2 separate regions of the Hordeum vulgare genome follow, and region 1 is linked to region 2. A link is a contact called in public Hi-C data. All regions are on one chromosome and are shown on one strand. Each heading gives the region's core, a stretch centred on a gene start, on an enhancer-like site or on the middle of the called end of the contact. The rest is flanking DNA. Distances are from core to core; before and after follow the strand shown. Region 1 holds the start of LOC123404681 (eukaryotic translation initiation factor 5-like). Region 2 holds the start of LOC123402889 (serrate RNA effector molecule-like).

Evidence for each region. A called contact is a pair of places that touch in the nucleus more often than the background predicts.
Region 1: a Hi-C map of seedling shows a contact between it and region 2, with 4 times the contacts expected there. The contact joins the promoter of LOC123404681 here to the promoter of LOC123402889 in region 2. A contact is called at or near these places in 2 of 6 Hi-C or Micro-C datasets (leaf and seedling) and 1 of 1 datasets of contacts at active chromatin or transcription factors (embryo).

The regions. Positions count from the first base shown.
Region 1 is chr6H:64,547,831-64,552,769 of MorexV3_pseudomolecules_assembly, reverse strand. LOC123404681 (eukaryotic translation initiation factor 5-like) reads right to left here and starts at 1,873. Exons shown (of 2, transcript XM_045098619.1): 1 at 1,661-1,873; 2 at 1-349. The coding sequence starts at 52.
Region 2 is chr6H:64,295,469-64,300,368 of MorexV3_pseudomolecules_assembly, reverse strand. It overlaps LOC123402889 (serrate RNA effector molecule-like), which reads right to left and starts at 2,145. Exons shown (of 11, transcript XM_045096856.1): 1 at 1,724-2,145; 2 at 641-701; 3 at 373-447; 4 at 192-266; 5 at 50-97. The coding sequence starts at 437. LOC123401889 (protein At-4/1) reads right to left here. Exons shown (of 8, transcript XM_045095748.1): 4 at 4,403-4,480; 5 at 4,259-4,332; 6 at 4,004-4,137; 7 at 3,817-3,912; 8 at 3,308-3,662. The coding sequence ends at 3,511.

The sequences.
Region 1 (4,939 bases), core at 624-3,123, 250 kb before region 2:
ACCTGTAGAAGGCATCATCCTTGTTGGAAGCACCAATGTTTTGCAGCGCCATCTTGAGAAAATCCTTCTGCCGCAGATGTCGTCAGATGTGGCAAATTTCAGAAGCAATAATAGCTGCAGGGAGGTGGCTTTGAGCACAGGCAGTGTCAAGTGAACTCTCAGAACCAGAGAACCTAATGGGCTCTTGATGCATGCAGGGGAGCACAAACTTATGCCTTTTTCTCGTTGCACGAGAGTACTCTCCCAGCAATCCAACTGATCCCAAATAGACCGATGCTTGTTCAGACATAAAAGAAGGTTCAGCGTAGCCCTCCACTTTGTCAGATTGCAGCAAAACAGATGCTGCTACCTGGTTTAAAACAAGTGAAAGATCAGGCATTAGTGATTATTCATGTAAGGTGTGATTACAAAAAACTGAAACAAATGTACACCATCATTGAAGAGAAGGACTACATTATCAATTCATGTCACAGGTAGCTGGCTGAAGTAAGCAACATTGAACAAAGGAAAGCTAGCAAAATACACAACCAACTCAGCAGCTAAATAGACATTGCATGTGAATTAGCCACCAACGTGCAAGGAAACATACAAACAAGTTACCTAAGAACAGTGTGTACAACCAGGTAACAGTGATAATCAGACTAAACTTACCCAAAGGAACTCAAAGTGAAGTTTGCTAATCCAGTTTAGGACAATGCAAATCATAACAGCAAGCTAACACTTGATTACAACAACTGCTATCAATATCATACAAGGTGCATGTAACATATTTTACTAGCAAAAAATGCAATCATACTAGCAAGCTAACACTTAATTATAACAACTGCTTACAACTATTACCAATATCATACAAGGGGCATGTAACATATTTTACTAGCAAAAGATGCAAATCATAATAGCAAGCTAACACTTAATTACAACAACTGCTTACAACTACTACCTACATGACTACATCATACAAGGGGCTTGTAACATATTTACTAGCAAAAAAAAACATACAGCAGAATATAACTTGCTAAATAAAGTATAAAGTATCCCAGACATCCAAATATAATTACAGTTCCAAATAACAATTCACGTGCCTCCATGTACATAGGAAATCTTACTAAAACAGATAAGAAAAGATAGCAGCACCTACCTACCTAACCTCTCACATGTAAGCTCACCAACGAAGTATCAAACATAGGCAAGAGCAATCCATACAGGTGTAGCCACAAGTCAAGTACAATAATAACAGAGGATATGCCATCTAAACTTGCCTTGCGGTAATAGACAGTACTAAATCAGGATCGGGACTAAACGAGATCATACCAGGGAACATCACATGACAAAAACAAGTCTAGTTAAAACTGGCACAGTATGGCGACGTTCATTCGAGCTAAAATTACAGCCCTACCGGATCCCAATCGAGATGCAAACCCTCACGTCGAGCACCCGCCACGGGCCAAGGAATCGTCCAAGCAAACCCTAGCGGCCGCCGAGCCCACAACGACCGGCGACAGCAGATCGCCAGGACCCCATGCCTACAACCGCAACACGCATCCAGATCCGATCCTCCTACCCAGACCAAATCAACCCCCGAAAACATCGCAAATCGAGCCGGATACATACTAGGCACGGGAGCACACGGCGGGAATGGACGGGCCGGGGGCGTTCTCACCTCGTCGGCGGGCGGGGGGGCGGACCGAAACCGAAATCGATCGGAGGCTGCGGGCGGGCGGGCGGTGGCGGCGAGGCGACGGAGTGGTTGGGAAGGGGGAGGAGAGGCGGGCGGCTTTTATAGGCGGAGCGGAAGAAGTAAAGGGGGGCTCCGCTAGGGCTGCCGTCCCCGGCTCGCCTTCTCCTACCGCCTCTCTTTCTCGGATTTTTTTTCTTTTGTTTATTTTCTTCATCATCGTGTCATAGTCTGGCTTTTCGTCCGGTGCTACCCAACGGCTTTCCGCGTACACGGAAAAAGGATATAAACGGAGGAGAGCTCAGCAAGAAACAAGAGGTTCGAAATTCTCGTATATTCGCCAAAAGGAAAATGTCGTCCACGCGTTGTTTAGTCGAGAAATCTTTCAGCACACGGCCGATCGTGTTCGTGTACGGTGATGTATATAAACCGATGGAAAGCAGGTGGCGTGTGGTCGGATATGTGTGTTTTCTTTCTTCCCGGAAAAGAAAGAAATGTGATTTTGTTTATTAATAAATAACTGTCTTTTCATGCCGTTCTCTCATGGCTTTCCTTCGTCGTGACGGGACGAGGGTCAGTGGTGGAGCCAACTCAAGTTTAGAATCCGGACAAGATTAAGGCGCGAACATGTTAATAAGGTTTTGTCCAAGCAAACTCTTCACTGATCTATTTTTTTTCTAATACAGTTTCATGTACATGCTACATGGGAGCTCGAGCAGCAGCCCCATCTTGTCGGATGCTGGCTCCGACACTGGCGAGGGTGGTCGTGAGATTTCGCACGTGTGGATAATTTAGTTTTAGATTTTAGGCCTTTAGTAGTAACTTGATGAAGCTTTGGCTTCTTCCCCCGACACGACATTACCTTTTTTGGAGGATGATGGATATAGGTGTAATCATGTTCAAATGAAAGATGATGTGGCAGCGGCGACGTCTTTATCGTGGACTTGTGTCATTGCATTTGTTATTGTAACGATGTTTGTTCTTGCGTCGATGCGAAGCATAGAAGGTTGTTTAGGAACATGTGTCGATGGTCTACTGAAAGACGATGGATTTGTGATTAATGATTAGCGGGGTAAGGTTCTCTCATCCGACAGCGTCACGTGCTGAGGTGGAGGTCTACTTTGACAAACTACTTTGCATATCCACTTTGACAAGCTAATTTGGATATTTGAAAAGATGCAAATCAATGATGAAGTTGTGTTGAGCTCGGGCGAAGAGGTGAAATGGCCTCCTTTTTCTTTGATGTCCGCTACGGTGGTGTCATGTCGGACGCAGGTGATAGATGTTGGCATCAAGCCGGGGGTTATTCGGTCTTGATTGTAATTTCCTTTATTAACGAGGGTTTTGGGTGGAAGCTCATGTTTTATTATCTTTTTAGTTTTATAGACTACCAAATCGGACATTGCACCTGTGTGTAGATTGGATGCAGGAGCCGGCCATCCAAAGCTACCCGCATACATTTCGAACCGGATTCAACTAATTGGATGAATGACATCAAACACGACGGAATTCATCAAAGTTTGGTTAGAAAATAGCACAAGTCATCCATAAATAGCATGCAAATATGTCTAGTACAACAATAGTTCAAATTCAACGAGATTAACCGGTTGTTCAACAAGTTTTTCATGGATGGATCGTAGATCATGTTATCCCACACATACTGTCTCTTAAGCTTCATCCAACAATGTATGTGCGCCAATGGTTTGTCCTATGACATGTAATACATCGCGACAACTCGTGGAGGCTACACAACATGGACATCAACATTGAGTGAACTAGATAATGCCCCGCGCATTGTTGCGGGAACATTACTAAAATATGGATAAATAGTTGTTATAAAAAATCTAAAACTAATGGAAAGCGAATGTAAGCTTAAAAAATAAAATACAAAGCGTATAAAAAGAGAGTGAAAATTATAGTTCAAATGTAAGTTCTAACAAAATATGAAGGATGAACTCTAATGCAAAAAACTACTTATGACTAATATGCATGAATGGATGATGTGGCACCGTTACATATGTAGAGTAATGCAAAATATGTTATTTATGTCTTGCATGCATACTTGCTTATGTTCTAAAGCTAATGGAAAGAGAATGTAAGCTTAAAAACAATAAAATACAAAGCGTATAAAAAGAGAGTGAAAATTATAGTTTAAATATAATTTCTAATAGAATATGAAGGATGAACTCTAATGCAAAAAACTACTTATGACTAATATGCATGAATTGATGATGTGTCACCATTGCATGCGGAGAGTAATGCAAAAGATGTTATTTATGTCTTGCATGCATACTTGCTTATATGTCATGGTTGCATGGCTAGAAAAATTAAGTAGTGGGTTGTTTCTAATAGAATATGAAGGATGAACTCTAATGCAAAAAAAAAAACTACTTATGACTAATATGCATGAATTGATGATGTGGGACCATTGCATGCGGAGAGTAATGCAAAAGATGTTATTTATGTCTTGCATGCATACTTGCTTATGTGTCATGGTTGCATGGCTAGAAAAATTAGAAAGTGGGTTGTAGCTATTTAGTAATAGAGGATGAATCAATCAATCAACATGTAGATAAAAAAACACAAAACTTATGATCTCTATTGTTACCGCGCGCAATGGCCACATTGCCTCCGGCCGATCAACCGCGCCACAAAACTTCGTGGCGGAGTTCTGGATGGTGTACCATCGATACACTAGCGACTTGACATTGCATTCACAAATGATGTGCATCTTATAGGGCACAATGTTGATGTTTACTACGCAATTTTATTCTTGTAGACGTTGCTGGGCCTCCAAGTGCAGAGTTCTGTAGGACAACAATATTTTTTCCTCAAGTGGATGGCCTAAGGTTTAACACTCTGTGGGAGGTGTAGGAAGAAGATGGTCTCTCTCTCAAACAACCCTACAATCAAATACAAGAAATCTCTTGTGTCTCCAACACACCCAATATAATGGCAAATTGAATAGGTGCACTAGTTTGGCGAAGAGATGGTGATACAAGTGTAGTATGAATAGTAGAGATAGATTTTTATAATCTGAATAAATAAAAACGACGAGGTAACAAGTAGTAAACAACGAGCAAGACGTTATATAAATGCTTGGAATAAGGCCTAGAGTTCATACTTTCACTAGTGTAATCTCTCAACAATGCTAACATAATAAAATCATATGATCATTCCTCAACGTGCAACAAAGAATCACTCCAAAGTTCATAAGTAGCGGAGAACATAAGATGAAATAGTTGTAGGGAGTGAACCACCTCA
Region 2 (4,900 bases), core at 896-3,395:
TGTCAGTAAGAAAACTATTTTCAGAAAGAGAGGGTAGCAAATGTTTCACCTTTCAATAACAGATAATAAGCTTGTTGGGTGGTACTTCTCTTTCAACCTGCAACCACAGTCAAATGAAATTCAATGAAGAAAAACATTAGTTCCTTGAGAGTGTAAAGCTAACGCCTCTAGATGAAAACATTCGAACATACCTAGTATCATCCTTATGGAGATCAAAATAGGCACGTTTCTGTGTAGTAATGTATGCTGTCTTGTATTCTTGGTACCTTGTTAACCATGGAAGGTTTAATCAATCAATTAGGTTGTTCTGAACTGAAAGTGGGTGTAGTACCAATAACTCAAATTGAACTTCTGTTCGATTCTGTTGATTACCTGCTCTCAGCTTCAGCTGGTGAAATATCATCTTCAAGAGCTAGGATAAACTGTTTGTACGTCATTAATCCTTTTCTGAAAATATTCAGAATCATATACAATTACATGCAGCGCAAGTCTCATCTATCAGGGATTCAAAATGGAAACAGAAGTAACCCGAGAGAAAGAGAAAGATAAACAATACACACATGGCTGAGAATTTAGGAACTAACATTATAACATACTAAGCAGATCAAACCTATACGTTATAAGGCAGCAATTTCTATACCTTTGGCTTTGGGTTATATCTTGAACCTTACTGGAAGCACCATAGCCCGAGTTAGGCCCATCTGAAATAACAGCAAGTCAGCAAGTAATACATGATGTGAAAACGCATGAAGCTTCTCTGTTAACACTAGCTGTTGTTTCCTTCTGCATAAGCAGGCTGGTAGTAGAACAGATTAATTCACATGCTTGATACTAAGAATTGTAGATGTTCGAGACTAGAGGTAAACCCAGAAGTAACAAAACATATCATGACACCACAGGTCTCCCATTTTACTTTTTCTAAAGGGCACTAAAAAAAAATAGTGATGTTAACTCCAATTTGTCAAACGCTTATGAACTAACTAGCATACACTTGATTGATGGGACTTGGGAGCAGTTGTTCAACCTAGGAAGCCCACAAGTCAAGCTTTAGTTATAAATTCCCTTTTGAGGAATAGCTTCAGTTATAAAATAGATACTCCCTCTGTCAACTAATATAAGAGCGTTTAGATCTATCAACTAACATAAGAGTGTTTAGATCACTAGAGTAGTGATCTAAACGCTTTTATATTAGTTGACAGAGGGAGTACTGTGCATAATGTACAAACTGTACAACACCACAGTGTGCATATTGCACGAGACTGAGGGCAGAGCTAACAAACTGTACAACACCATCACATAGCCCACAACCCTTTCATGTCAAACACGAGTAAAGCTTAAACCCCACAACCCTTTCAGGTCACGTGGTTGGGATCGAAGGCCGTTCGTAACTGCTCCAGGATCAGCTCAACTGACAACAAAATCACACATGATAGTTACAAGTCTTTGGGCAAAAGAATGACAGATGGCAAACAAGTTTTCCCTTGATCTCAAATCAAGCCCACATGTTTCGAGGTGAAGGTGGATCAGCAGGGTCTCGCAGCTTAGTCTCGACCAGGCCAAGCTATCGTTTCACTACCTCAAAACACCTCAAAACACCCCACAGGCCAAGAACCCTCAAAACTCTGTTTCGCCGATCACGCGAACTTGTCACAGACAGAGACATAGCGAATCAGGTTGGAAATGCATGTGACCAAAACGTGAAAGCTCATCAGGGTTGGCTCACCTCCTGGAGCGCGATGCCCGGCGAGCCTGCCGCCGTCTCCGCCGCGCTCGTACCTACACCAAGCGCCGGCCAGACACGAGCAGAAACACACATATTAGTTTAGAAGTGCATGGCGCGGAAGGGCCCAAGTACCGAAGCCTCACCTCCCGCGGCGCGGTGGGCTGCGTCGGCCAGCCCCATCGTCCCTTCGAGGCCGCTTGGGCCGGTCGGGAGAAGGCGACCTCCTCGGCGGGGAGCGGCGCCGCTTCTCCCCGTCGTTTGATCGCGAAGGCGACCTCCGCAGCGGCGGCCCCATGATTTCTGCGGGACTGGAGCTCCTGGAGGAGCGCGACGAGTCGCTCTCCAGGCGGTAGGCAACGCGCTGTGGGCGGGAGGAGCCGACGGGAGGAGGGGGCGGGAGCGGCACATGCACGCGCTCCGGCGACGGCTTCCCGCGTTCACGGCGCCGCGCGCCCTGGCCGCGTCCGGGGCTGGAGCTCCTCCCATCGCTACGCGGCGAGTCGGACTCCAGGAGGTAGCCGGCGACGCGCTCGGGGCGGGAGGAGCCGAGCGGGGGAGGGGGAGGGAGCGCCTGGTCCTGCGAGCGGGAGTCGGCGACGCGCTCGGGGCGGGAGGAGCCGAGCGGGGGAGGGGGAGGGAGCGCCTGGTCCTGCGCGGCGTCCTGCGAGCGGGAGTCGAGGAGGCGCACGGGGCGGGAGGAGCCGATCGGCGGGGGCGGCGGGAGAGGGAGGCCGTCGTCGTCGTCGTCGACTTCGTCGGCCCACGAGCGCGCGCGGGCGGGCTGGTCGCCGGGAGAGGAGCGCGGGACGTCCCACATTGGCGCGGGAGCACGGGGAGGCGCTCCCGAGGGTTCGGGCTGTGGCCCGGACGTACGGACGGCGCGGCGGGCGAGGTTTAGCGGGCGGAGAGGAGGAGGAGGAGGAGGCGTGGGGAAGAAGAAGAAGTGGGCGAGAGAGAGAGAGGGAGGGAAAAAAGCTGCGGAAACGGCACGCAGGCACACAGCACACAGCACACCACGCCGCGCGCCGCGGAGGGGTGCCAGGCTGTAGTGTAGTAGCCTCTGGGGCGGATTTCGTGAGGGCCGCGTCGGGCTGACGGGCCTGGGCCGTGCCCGGTGGCAGAAATTGCATTGGGCATGGCATGGTGTTCGATGTTTCCAGAGCACATGGCAAAAAAAAAAAAAAAAACATGCTGAAGTAGACACCAGTGAATGCAGTGCAAGCCACCAAACGCTGCCAGAAAATGATGTGCGATATCGGATGCCATAACGCTGATCCACGGAGCGCATCAAGAGGCAGGGGGAGATGAGATCGGCTGGAGTCAATGGAGGGATCGCATCGTACTCCAGCATACAAACTCACTTTCATGTACTGCATGTACTGTATTTATCACTGCCATTTACCAACTTCTTCTGAACACAACACTCTCCAGTCTCCACCAGTTCTCAAAATATGCAGGGCTTGGTAAGAAGCCTGGACATGAACGCCATGAATGTTACATAGATGCAGAGCTCCCCTCTGCATGCTCCCGGGAAAAGAAGAACATCAAAGTGTGAAACTCAACGTGCCATAGCCCCTAGCTCACTCATTCCAGAACATACATTTCATCCAGTAATCAGTAGTCTTACTGTGCAACCCCTGATTGTATGACCATATCATGGTGTACCGTTTCTCGTCTTGACACGAGAAAATCACCGATGGCGAGATATGGTGTGTGTGAATGTACATGGGGATTGGGGAAGGAAGCTACAATGAGTCGAAACCTGACGGCAGGGGTGGTGCCGGCCCTCATGAGCAATCGAGCTCCGAGCTCGCCAGCCTCCGCTTGAGGGACTCGTTCTCCTTGCGGAGCTTCATGACCTTCTGCTTCAGCGACTCCACGTGCTGGATCGAGACTGTGTCCCTTTGCTGATCTGCCTGCTTCATCTTCAGAATCCTCACTGGATCAAAAGAGGAAGATGAAATCACCGTCAACAAGTGGGCAACTGGCACAAATAAGCGTGAACGAACAACCCAAAAGTGTTTGAAATCTGCACGGTTCGCAAAAAAAAAAACACTTGTTTATTTGGTCCCACCGGTCCAGATTAAACTTACGCTCATTTTCTGCAGTTTTAAGCTTCCTTCGCGTGTCGTCTTTCTCCTCCTGTTCCACCATGATCACATCGTGCAAATCCTGGATATCGTTTTTATCTGTAACACGAGCAAAGGGGGTGTTTACATCATCAGAGATAAGAGGCGATGATCCAAGGGATCAGCATGGAACACAAGTTTAGAGCATTACACTTCATATGTGCTTCAGCAGTCACCTGCTCCAACTTGCTACCTAACATGTCAATGTGAGCTTTATGAGCTCCCAGGTCCAACTTGAGTTGTTTTATCGAAGCTTCATCGGCAGCTTGCTGAACAAAAGCGCAGCTGGTTGTAGCGGAAGTTAGCGCTTCAGTTTTCACAAAACAATCAACAGGATAATTTGGTCTGAATCTCCAGTTCTCCCTACAGTAATATGTCACCTCACATGAAAGACCTTCTTCTTTACCTGAGTTTGTTCTCCAGGGCATTGCAATTCATTTCATTGTCATGCTTAAGTTGTTCGATCTCCCTCTTATGCTCCTGTGTGTAGATAAACTCGTGTTAGATTGATTTTATCGACTAACTAGATGCTTGGGAAGCAGTTAACTACCTCTTCCATGGATACCAATCTGCTATTTGCTTTTCCTAATTCTTCCTTCAGACTTTGAGCTTCTGTGTGATATTTCATCTGAATAACATCAAGCATATCAGAAGTAGTCCATAGTTTGATGGGCATGATCGCATGATTATGCTGCATATTAAAACCTAGCACCTTGCCCTATCATTAAACTTCATATATTGTCAGCTTTCAAGCCGCAAACAGAAAAACAATCAGACCAAATTGTACCATTCAGAAGTTAATATAGAATGGACAGGAACTACAATCAACAGCTACAGAGCACTTGTTCAAACTGTTTCCACGAAAAAAACACTACATTGGAGGCTGAGATGTCAAAACCCAAGAACTATAGTCCTCCCATGAACTCAGTCTCACAACTGTAAAGGACAGCATACGAACTCAAGCTAAGATCATCAAGTTAACTGATTTCATCTGTAGCCAGTAGTTAACGTCGGATGATGAAAACTATTTTAGTTATGTCATCATACT